Regions from separate parts of the Zea mays genome. Here region 1 is linked to region 2. The links are chromatin contacts, called in public HiChIP or PLAC-seq maps. All regions are on one chromosome and are shown on one strand. The core of a region is the stretch at or near the end of the contact, and the rest is flanking DNA. Distances in the headings are between cores, read along the strand shown.

What was found. HiChIP or PLAC-seq counts read pairs in DNA pulled down with a chosen protein or histone mark.
Region 1: a contact with region 2 is called in an H3K4me3 HiChIP or PLAC-seq map of leaf, with 4 times the contacts expected there. The contact joins the promoter of LOC100278838 here to the promoter of LOC100280380 in region 2. A contact is called at or near these places in 6 of 25 Hi-C or Micro-C datasets (ear, endosperm and leaf) and 1 of 3 datasets of contacts at active chromatin or transcription factors (leaf).

Annotation. Positions count from the first base shown.
Region 1 is chr5:223,621,005-223,626,585 of Zm-B73-REFERENCE-NAM-5.0, forward strand. LOC100278838 reads left to right here and starts at 3,582. Exons shown (of 1, transcript NM_001151983.2): 1 at 3,582-5,581. The coding sequence starts at 3,802. The coding sequence ends at 5,448.
Region 2 is chr5:223,490,102-223,495,712 of Zm-B73-REFERENCE-NAM-5.0, forward strand. It overlaps LOC100280380, which reads left to right and starts at 2,248. Exons shown (of 2, transcript NM_001153305.1): 1 at 2,248-2,355; 2 at 2,429-3,245. The coding sequence starts at 2,647. The coding sequence ends at 2,973.

The DNA of each region.
Region 1 (5,581 bases), core at 2,332-4,831, 130 kb after region 2:
TTTCACCCTTCTTCCATTAAGGTGTGGGTTCAAACCCTACCTCCTGCATCGCTTTTTAACATACCACATATGTTGCACCGTTTTTTAATATTTTACGCTGATTTAATTTAGAAGAAATGTAGGGACTTTTTTGTGAAAAGATGACGCAGGACTACCGTTGAAACTAGTGTTTTAAGTATAGTAAAGATAATCAATTAAAAACCACATTATATTATACTAATCTATTAAAAACCTACGAGCATCTCGAATGGACTCTTTATTTTGGCTCTCTATTGGACTCTCTATTTATCTTTTCATAAATATTACACTAAATCTCACTCCAACAGATTATCTATCTAGTTTTGCTAGGCAAGTGGCTAGCCAAATCTGGCTAGTGAGAGAACCAATTTGGAGAGTCAAATAGCTTGACAAGTCACATAGCTGTTGGAGAGTTATTTTGTTGTTGAGTAGCTAAAATTTGGCTTGGCGAGTCACATAGCTGTTGGAGAGTTATTTTATTGTTGAGTAGCTAAAATTTGGCTTGGCGAGCCAGTTAACTAGTCTCTTGGAGATGATGATCTAATGTGGACACCTGATCCTCGCATGGCTTCACCCTTCGTGGTACCCCACAAAACCTTGCACCTAGCACTCGAACCCACGCACCCGACCCCATCCGCGTCGCTAACAACATACCACACGTACCTTAATGTTTAAAAATATACGATAATTATATCAAAAAAATAGTGCATAGCGAGAACTCGAACCCATGCCCACTACTCTATAAATTTGGAGCTAGTCACTAGACCATACATACCTTAGTGTTTAGAAATAAATATATCAATATATATTTATATGATATATAAAAATCATAGCAAAACATGTGCAGCTGACTAGTCTCTATATACGAGAGGATTACAATTGACCGAGGTATTCAACATTAAATCGATTCTTCTACCCCTTTGTTCGCTCTACCTTGTTCTTTGTCACATCTCCCGGTGAGATTTGATGTTGTTCTAGGAATATTCGACAATGAGTTTATATGGTAGATCATAAGATTGAGGACTAAAACTAAATACACAACTCACTCGAAGATTTAGACAGATTCAGGCTCTCAATGCGAGATAATACCCTACATCCTCTTTGTTGGTGGCTTTTGCTTATAATCTGGTCATTTGCTTATAAAAAAAGAAAGATCAAATATGGAGTGGTTGCTAAAGTCAGACATCAATACAAACTGGATGTGCTCCATATAAATTATGGTACTTAGCTTCGTAGCAACTACTAACGTTTAAAACCAACAAATAACCTTTCCTTTTACTGTTAGCGTGATAAATCATTTCTGCTTCATCCAATTCAGTAATCTCAAACACCATGGAGTCCATTGTTACAATTTGGTTTCAGAAACGACCTAATGCATGCAAGATCCAAGAACACAAGGGACAAGCACCCTGTGGTAGTGCCCGCATGGATCTCCAAATCCTAACACATATTTTGCAGGATCCATGAGCCATCATCAGAAGAACACAAAACACGTGCAGACAATAAATAAAGTATTAACACACCCAAATTATGTTCTGTCCTTAGCACAACAAACAATTAACACCCAAAACAATAGAGTTGCAATGATATAAGGATGGGTACATATAAGTGGTAGAAGCATACCGAGTCGACACCATGGTAAAGAAAAAGGCCATGTAGACAGACGATGTCGAGCCATCGAACGGGTACCATAGGCAGCAAATCAGGGACCCCCCATCCCTCGCCCCCACTTCTAAGGTCTTGTAGAGCAGGAAGGGAAGTGAAGAGACATGCATACCTGTTCGTTGTCGGAGAAGGACACGACGAAGACCTAGGCGTCTGGAGGCGGCTTATGTAGTATACCTCTAGATGCATACAGGGAGAGAGCATGCAAGCGGAGTAAGCAGCCCAGCTGTAGCAGCTCCAAAACAAGAGGCACCCGCACCAGGCGTCAGTCCGAGAAGGGCAAGAGAGTGTGAGTGCCTTCCCAGCCCTGGACCCGCTGAGGCGACACAACACCATCACCAACTTCGTAGCATATGTCGATTGCCGCCGCGCTATGGACTTTGGTTGTCCAATATCTCATACCTGGACTCCTCGGCGGCACACACAAAGAAAGACCAGGAGTAAGATTGACTCGCTCGTACCCTTGTCGACGAGCGTCGGTCGGCTCACAGCTGCGACCGTGGGCGGGGGCAGCAGGTTGGGAATGAAGAACAAGGCAAAGGCCGGAAAGACGAATGGGACGTCTGGCGACGGCGAAAACGATGGTGCGCACATGCTGTGAAACGTCCTCGTGGACATGCAATAGCCACTGCGCAGGTCGATGTCAGGGCTGGTGTCGGACAAATACGGGGAGGAGGCGCCTGCTCCCATGCCATCTGGCGAGAATGGGGTGGCGCAGAGGCGAAGGCATGAGGGGAGAGAGAAAAGATGCAGGAAGGCGAACGAGGTGGCGGTAACTGAGGCGAGGACTATCATTATCGTGCGGAGGTATAGATGTCCAAACGGGTCGTGCCTGGCGGGCCAGCCTAGGGCACATGCCATTTAATAGTGACTGGGCCAACCTGGCACGAGCGTCGAGCCGTGCTTGGGCCGTAGCCTTGGCCCGTAGTGCTGGTCCGGTCCGATACGGTTATATTTTTTTATTTTATAAAAAATTGTATATACACATGTACAATTTATATTCAGTATTTAAAACACTTGAGCATTGATGTTTTACTCGTTAGACGACTTCAAATAGTGTCCCCCCCTTGTTTCCATCATGGCGTGTGTTCGAACCCCATCTCTTGCGTCATTATTAACATTTTACGCCGATTTAACCAAATGGTCCGACGGGCTAACGGGTTGGCCTGGCATGGTCAGCAGGCCGGAGATGCGGCCCGTGGGCGTCAGGCCTAGCGAGCTTGTGACGGGCCGCCCGTTTGGCCATCTATATGCAAAGGTGTGATTTGAGATGTAAAGGTTGGTTGCGCAGAGGGTAGGGGTCTACAACGAGTTATTTGAAATAGATGTGGGAGGTTTTTTGAAAAATATTGACACGGGAAATTGATGGTTTAATATAGTAGATACAGAAAATTAGCTATAGACGTTTGGAACAATGTCTTATTAATATCACTCCGTATTTTAAACATACCAGCTGTGCAAAACAACTCGCTAGCCTAACATAATTACATAACTATGCATTCTCCTACCGCAAAACATATTGCGGGTTAGGCTATCTCGAGCAACTTTAGGGTTTATTTGGTAACAAAAGGATCACATAGGGATTAGATATGATTAAGAGGAAAATAAACTAATTTCTTTCTCAATCCCTTTAATCTCTTCGTGATCCTGGTCACTAAATCAGCGCTTACCTTAAAATAGTTTTTTTAGTGACAATATAGTTGAATGGGTCGAGATGATCTAAATGAAAAGAAATAGAGAAAAAAGCGGAAAAGCACGGGAGCACGGACCCACCGCAGCAACACACAGATAGACGCGGACGGACACCTCAATCCCAACTGTCCCCACACGCCTCCCGAGTCCCGACGCAGGGGAGGCCACGGCAAAAACCTAAACGCAGTCAAGACACCCCCTCCGCCGAAGCCGCCACGCTTCCAGAATCCCAGCGACGACGGCCGTTCCCTAGCACTAATCCTTTCTGTATCCCCCAAACCCACCCGCCTCCGCCGCCGCTACTCGCAGGCCAGGCATTCCCCACCTACCCTTAACACGCCCCCACCCCAGCGCCTCCCTCCTCCTTTTTCCGATCCCAAATCCTCCCATCCCCAGACGGCCAGACCTAGCGCCCGCGCCGCCGCCATGGCCGAAACCGGCGAGTCGTCCCCGAACCCCGCCGCAGCCCCGGAGGACACGCACCACGAGGGGTCGGAGGTGCCTGCTGCTGCTGTGGCGGCGGTGCATGCGCAGCCGCAGCTGCAGCCCCAGCCGCGCCCGCCGCCGCAGCCATCCAAGGTGCGTCTGATGGTCAGCTACGGGGGCCGCATCCAGCCGCGGCCGCACGACAACCAGCTCGCGTACGTCAACGGCGAGACCAAGATCCTGTCGCTCGAGAGGCCGGTCCTCTTCGCCGACTTCGCCGCGCGCCTCACCACGCTCGTGGGGAACGCCCGGGACGTCTGCGTCAAGTACCAGCTGCCCGGGGAGGACCTGGACGCGCTCATCTCCGTCACCAACGACGAGGATCTGGAGCACCTCGTCGTCGAGTACGACCGCGCCCACAACAACGGCCCCGCCGCCGGTTCCGGCTCCGGCCGCGGCGGAGCCACGCCCAGGCTCAGGGTCTTCCTCTTCCCCGTCCAGCCGCCGCCTCCCCCGCCGCCGGCCGGGCTCCTCGAGCCCAAGGCGGACCAGCGCCTCTATATCGTCGAGGCGCTCAACACCGTCTCGCTGCCCTCCTCCAAGCTGGACCCGCCGCCCGTGCCCTCGCACCAGTCGTCCCCGCCGCAGCAGCAGAAGCGGGAGTCGGTGTTCGCGCAACAGTCGTCGTCGCCGCCGCCGCCGCCTCCGCAGGCCAAGCACGAGGCGGTGTTCGTCCAGCAGGCTCCGCCTCAGCCGCAGACGGCGTTTCAGATGCCGCCGCCGCCGCAGCCGTCGCACGTGGTGCTCACGGCGGCCGGCCCCGACTACCTGTTCGGCCTCGACAACGGCTTCGTTCCTCCCCCGGCGGTGAAGGTCAAGGACCCGGCGGGCGATCCTCCGACGGTCAGGGAGAATGTGCCCGTGGAAATACCTGCCAAAAACGACGACCGCCATCCCAACCCCGCGGGCGACCACGTGGCTGTCTCCCCTGTCGTCTCTCCTGCGGAGTACCAGCGCCAGATCCAGGAGCTCGAGAAGCTGCAGGTCGCCGACAACGCCACCCACCAACCACCACCTCCTGCGACGGCTCCGGCACCTACCCACGGCCCCGTCCCCGCCGCCCTCCCGAGGAACGGCAGCGACGACTCCCTTGCCCGCGCCTACCCTCCCGTGACCGCCACCCCAACCTCCAACGCTGAGTACTACATTCCAAAGTTCCCGGAGAAGCCGCCCGTGCCGCCGCTGTCATCCGCTCCGCCTCCGACGACCTACGTGCAGGTGCAGGGCAGGTACGCATCCGTCGCTCCTGGCTCCGGCGCAGACCATGCCCCCGTGTTCTTCATCCCGGCGCCCCACGGCTACTTTGCGGCCGCCGCCTCCCCAGGCGCGACCTCCTACCCCGCCGTGTACGCCGTCGCGCCACCCAGTGCCACCGCCAACGGCTCCGCCCCGTCAGCCGTGGTGTCGAACGCCACGGCCTACGCCCCCGCCCCCACACAGGTCGCGTACGACAGCAATGGCCGCGCCATCTACTACACCAGCATGCTCCCCCAGTACCCCTCGGCTGTCAATGGCATGTCGGCACCGGGCGGCGTGCTCGGGACAGAGCCCGCGAAGCAGGTGGCCGTGAAGCCGACCGTCTCGTGAGCACACCAACCAGCCTACAACACCTCGCCTCACAGCACAGCCCCTCATCGCCAATGAATGGATCAAAGGAGTTTTCCCATCTTTCTTTCATCCTCACCCGCCCGCCACCCACTCGTCAATATGCGTTCGTTAA
Region 2 (5,611 bases), core at 998-3,497:
GGAACGGTTGCGGATAGCCTAAGCTCTAGGGTCTACAAGACTATACTTCAAGTGAAGTGAAGGGACGATTGCAGGCCACTTGGGGGACATCAGGAGTAGGGCTGGAAAAAAAGCTCGAGCTCAACGAGCTGGCTCGGGCTCACAGTAGCTCGGACCGGCTCGACGCTCAGAACAAGTCCGAGTCGAGCCTGTTTTTGTGGCTCGTGAAAAGAGCGAGTCAGCTCGGCTCAGCTCGGTGCAGCTCGCCAGCTCGCTCGTGGCTCGACCCAACAACAATTTGTTACATAAAATCTTAGTTAGCATATAATATTAGTATCGAGTAGACAATAATTTATGTTATTTAAGATTACTATACAAAAATAATCTATTTTCTATATTATATTAGTGATATATCTATTTTACTAACTTAAAATATGTTATTTAAAATATTTTTAAGATTTTATATTATAATTTAGAGAGCAGATTTATATTTATGACTAGGCTCGGCGAGCCGGCTCGCGAGCCGAGCCGAGCCGAGCCGGTTTTCCGAGCTCGGCTCGTTACGTGAATGAGCCGCAGCGAGCCGAGCCGAGCCGAGCCGAGCTCGGCTCGGCTCGTTTCCAACCCTAATCAGGAGGCAGACAGTGCTCGTCAACGGCCATGGAAAAAAGCTTGTCTTCCTTGGACTTGCACGGCGGACCCTGTTAGCTCTCTTCTTTGCCAACTTTCCTTAATTACTGAGTCATCAGGTGTGCTTATATACTCGAGATAGAGTACATTTTTTTGGTCCTCAAACTTGCTCGGTAATCTGATTTTTCAACCTTAAACAAAATCAGAAATCCACAACATTAAACTATAAAACTAGATAACCAATGAGAGATTCTGATATTTTGAGACCCACAATTGACATGTATTTCAAGATTTGACACCCATATCACAGTCTGTGAGTCATTGACATGTAACCTATAAATCAGCCTTTGGGTTCATCGCTTCTTGTTCATGTACAGAGTCTCGTCTCGGTGCTAATCAATAATCATGACCCTCTTCCTTCCATGGCATGCTTGTTCGTTCCCTCCACAATAATCAAGAGAGCATGTGGTGATTGTTTGTTGGGCCATGCATGCCGATCAGCTGCCACGTATACTGTGCTGCTGCTGGGTTTTGGGTAGTAAGCTCTAGGGTCTACAAGACTATACTTCAAGTGAAGTGAAAGGACGATTGCAGGCCACTTGGGAGACATCAGGAGGCAGACAGTGCTTGTCAACGGTCATGGAAAAAAAGCTTGTCTTCCTTGGACTTGCACGGCGGACCCTGTTAGACCAACTCCAGCAGTACTCTGCATGGGGCTCCGTATCCCTTTTTTGCACAGCGGAGCACACTATTCATCAGTCCAGCAGTCTCCGCATCCGTCTCCCTAAAACGCACGCCCTGTACCTGCACTCCCCTTTTCCACGGTTTCTCTCTCCTCTCCGCAGCTGATTGCATGCGCTCGCGACTGCTCGTGGGCCCCAGCTGTCATAGACTGCATGCGGAGTGCAAATACGGAGTCTGCTGGAAACGGGGACGGATACAGAGAGGAGAGAGAAACTGTTGGCGGTGCTAAATACGGATACGGAGAGAGAGTCTGCTGGAGTTGGTCTTATAGCTCTCTTCTTTGCCACCCTTCCTTAATTACTGAGTCATCAGGTGTGCTTATATACTCGAGATAGTGTACATTTTTTTGTCCTCAAACTCGCTCGGTAATCTGATTTTTGAATCTTAAACAAAATCAGAAATCCACAACATTAAACTATAAAACTAGATAACCAATGAGAGATTCTGATATTTTGAGACCCACAATTGGCATGTATTTCAAGATTTGACACCCATATCACGATGAAATGTGAGGTTGCTGTGAGTCATTGACATGTAAACCAGAATGTTAAATCTTTAAAGGATTCAAATAAAAAAAGGGATTTGCGTCTTTGGTAGGCCGAGGCCGTAGATAGCAAAACACAGAATTAGCGATGGATATATCCCGTCAATAGGCGTCAAATTACGCTTTACAGCCTTTGGAAAACCAAAGCTTCCATTTGCATGCCCATCCATTATTCCCCCGTCTTTTCCTTCCTCTGCTTTCGCCCCCTCCCATCCCGTGCCGTGCTCAACTTTTTTTCAAACCTGCAGTGCCAGTGCTCCTCACTGACCACCTTCTTCTTTGAGCATTCATCAAGCAGATACTGCAGACATAATATCATAGCTGCACAGTTCGAAAAACAATCTGCAGTGCTTCAAAAAAAATTATGAAACGAGCTCCGTGGTTGCAATGGCGTCCTGTTACGAATGATATGCATGCGCAGAAGAGTCACGAGGAAGGAAAGACATGCAGCGCCACTGGTATGGTATGGCGATGATGGTGTCAGTCAGTTGGCCTTGGTATTTCTTCACCTCGTTTTTTTTTCACCTGCAGCAACGGAAGCCCAGCCGAGTGCATAGCAGATAGCGCTGTGGACTGTGGAGTGTGGAGTGAAGTGAACGAGCTCTCAGTCTCTCACACACTCTAGCTGCTCCTGCTTGCTTGGCTGCTGCTCTCTCCCACTGTCTCGCCGTCTTGCTCGCACGCATGGGCGTTGGCCGGGGTTCCTGCTCCAGCCACTGAAGACGCGGCGGCGGCGGCGGCTCCTGCTCATGGCAGGAGCTCAATGCGGCACAGGACCGCGCGCCGGGCCGCTCCTCCTCGTCCTCGTCCTGTGCGGCTTCCTTGTGCTGCTCGTGCCTGCGGCTCGGCGCGGGGACGACGACGAGACGGAGGAGTTCCCCGTCGCGTCTTCCGCTTCGTCGTCGTCGTGGCACTGGCACGCCGCTGATGGGCGCCGCCGTGCCCTGCCGCGGCCGGCCGCCGCGACGTGGCCGTGGCGCCCCGCCCAGCCCCGGGCGCGCGGGAGGTGGAACTCCGCGGGGCAGGACGGCAAGCACGAGGTCCCCAGTGGCCCCAACCCGGACTCCAATCGGTAGCCGTAGCCAGAGAGGTGGGTGGTCGTGAACTCCGATCCGCCGTCTGTGTTTGTTTCGGCGAACGGCGACCAAGCTCCCTCCCTGTCCCCTGCTCCTGCTCCTGGAGGCCGGTCGTCTAGCTAGGCCTGGCCGTCGTATCGCTCCTCCATGCTTCTTGCTGCTCCGTGCTGGAGCCAGTACGTGCGTCGTTTGCTTGCTGTGTTGTATCTTCTTCTTCGCCGTTCTCTTCGTTAGAGAATGAACATGACCATCATCTGACGCATGCATTGCTCAATTCTCGTCCAACCGACGATTGATTGGTGACCTGGAATCAGGAGCAGATTTTGCATCTGCTCGATCGTCGGTCTCGTACTGTACACTACCAGGCGCAGACCCACGCACCCTGTGCAGCTCATCAATCAATGATATGGTAGTATATGGTACCACACCACGCGTCGCGTGTCTGCTTCTGCGTGGTCGCGCATCACCTGAGCTGCCGGGTCCCCTCGCCCCTGCATGCAGCTCTGTGTTGTGCGTGAGGGTCATGCATGGCCGACCGGGCAGGTGATGAGGTCGCTCGCAATTGACTTGACTGACGCCGTGACTGTCCGTAGGCTACTACAGCATATTCGATGCGATGCTCATGTATAGTGCTGGGCAATTGAGTCGAGCTGGGCGGCTGGGCCAACCCGGTTCAAAATCAAGCCAATCGTGCTTCGTGCCAAACAGTTTCAGATCAGAAAAGCTCAAAAAACTTTTGGGCCGTATCGTGTCAGCCCGAAGTATAAAAACAGTGGCCCAATCCGGACCTAAACCACGTCGTGCCTTCGTTGGATCGTGCCGGCTCAAGCCCGGCCCATATATTGACCATATAAAATCAAAATATTACAATCATATAAAGTTAATAGCTTACTAAATTAAAGATATTAAACAATTCTAGCATCATTTGATCACATAAACTCTAAATATAACAACAATATAAAATCGATATCTTACTAGATTAAAGAAATCAAATAGATTAAGCTTAATTGGGCCGTGCCCGCTCAAGCCTGGCCCATCTATGCGGGCCATGCCGGGGCTCCAATAGGCCGGAAATTAAGGCCCGACCTAAGCCCACCTTCGGATCGTGCTAGCCTGGCTATATTATTTCATGCCGAGCCATGCTTTGGACTCCTATTTTTGGATCGTGCTCGTGCTGGCCCGAAAAGTCGGCCCATATCCTCAGCACTGCTCATATACAGTCATCTAAACAGTACCGCTCGCGGCTGATCACCCTTCTTACACCACTAATCGCGAGCTAAATCGGACTGTAATAACTAGTAGCAGCTAAATTATATATATTCATACTATAACCAGACTGTTATAGCAAGCATTTATATTTAGAGAATAAGGATAGCTATAGTCGCAAAGAGCAGTCCAGGCGCCGAAGAGCAGGCAGATGCATACGACTTAGTGCTGGTAATTGGACCGGGTCAGCCTAGTCCAAGTTCATTCTGCTTCGTGCTAAATCTAAAATGTAAAAATTTTTGGATGTGCTATGCCAGTTCAAAGTGTAAAAATACTGACATAGCTCGACCCAAAACACGTCATGCATTCGTTGGCCATGCCGGCCCAAGCCCGGCCCATATACTTGGCCATATAAAATCAAAATATTACACGCCTACTTCATCTCCCACACAAGCACACACTAGCACAAGGATCGTTCGGTCGTTCTTCGATCGTTCGTCCCCCGGTTCTTAGTTTGTTCGTTCGTTCGTCCGATCGTTCATGGTTCGTTCGTCCGATCGTTCGATCGTTCGTCCGTTTGTTCGTCCAAATAATCTTTTTCCTGCCGTTATGCTGCCGAAATTCCGATCGTTCGTTCGTTCGATCATTCGATCGTTCATCGTTCGTTCATAGTTCCTATTCATCGTTCATCGTTCGTTCATAGTCCCTATTCATCGTTCATCCAGATAATCTTTATCCTGCCGTTATGCTGCTGAAATTCGATCGTTCGTTCGTTCATAGTTCCTATTCATCGTTCATCGTTCGTTCATAGCCACTATTCATCGTTCATCGTTCGTTCATATAAACTATTCACATCACTATTTACCATTACTATTCCCCATTACTATTCATCGTTCATATTCACCGTTAGTATTCATCATCGTTACTATTCATCGTTACTATTCATCGTTCATCCGATCACCCCCAAATTTCAACTACTCATCCATCATGCTGTCCAGTCCATCTAAGACCTGCCAGACCAATATTTCAGTCATACGAACTCCGGTGACTATGATTTTCCTTCCAGTGGGAACTTCCCATCTGGTCACCCATCCCAGGTTTGTCCAAGTTGAGCATGCTTAACTTTGAGATTCCTTTGAACCAGGCTTCCAAACTTAGATTCCAATAATTCTTGTTTCTAAATTCTTATCAAACTATTCCCTATCCAACCATGTCATCCCTTAAGCATGGTTCATATTCCAGAAAACTCCCAAAATACTCTTGTCCCATATTCTGCCTATAACTCTCCTGTTCATACTAAGTCAGACGATTCATTCGTCACTATTCTCACCAACAGTGAACTTCACTGTGCTACACCACATTCACCCAGCTATAAATACACCCAGCTACCCTCTCCCTCTCCACATAGTCAACACCCTCAGCCAAGGCAAAC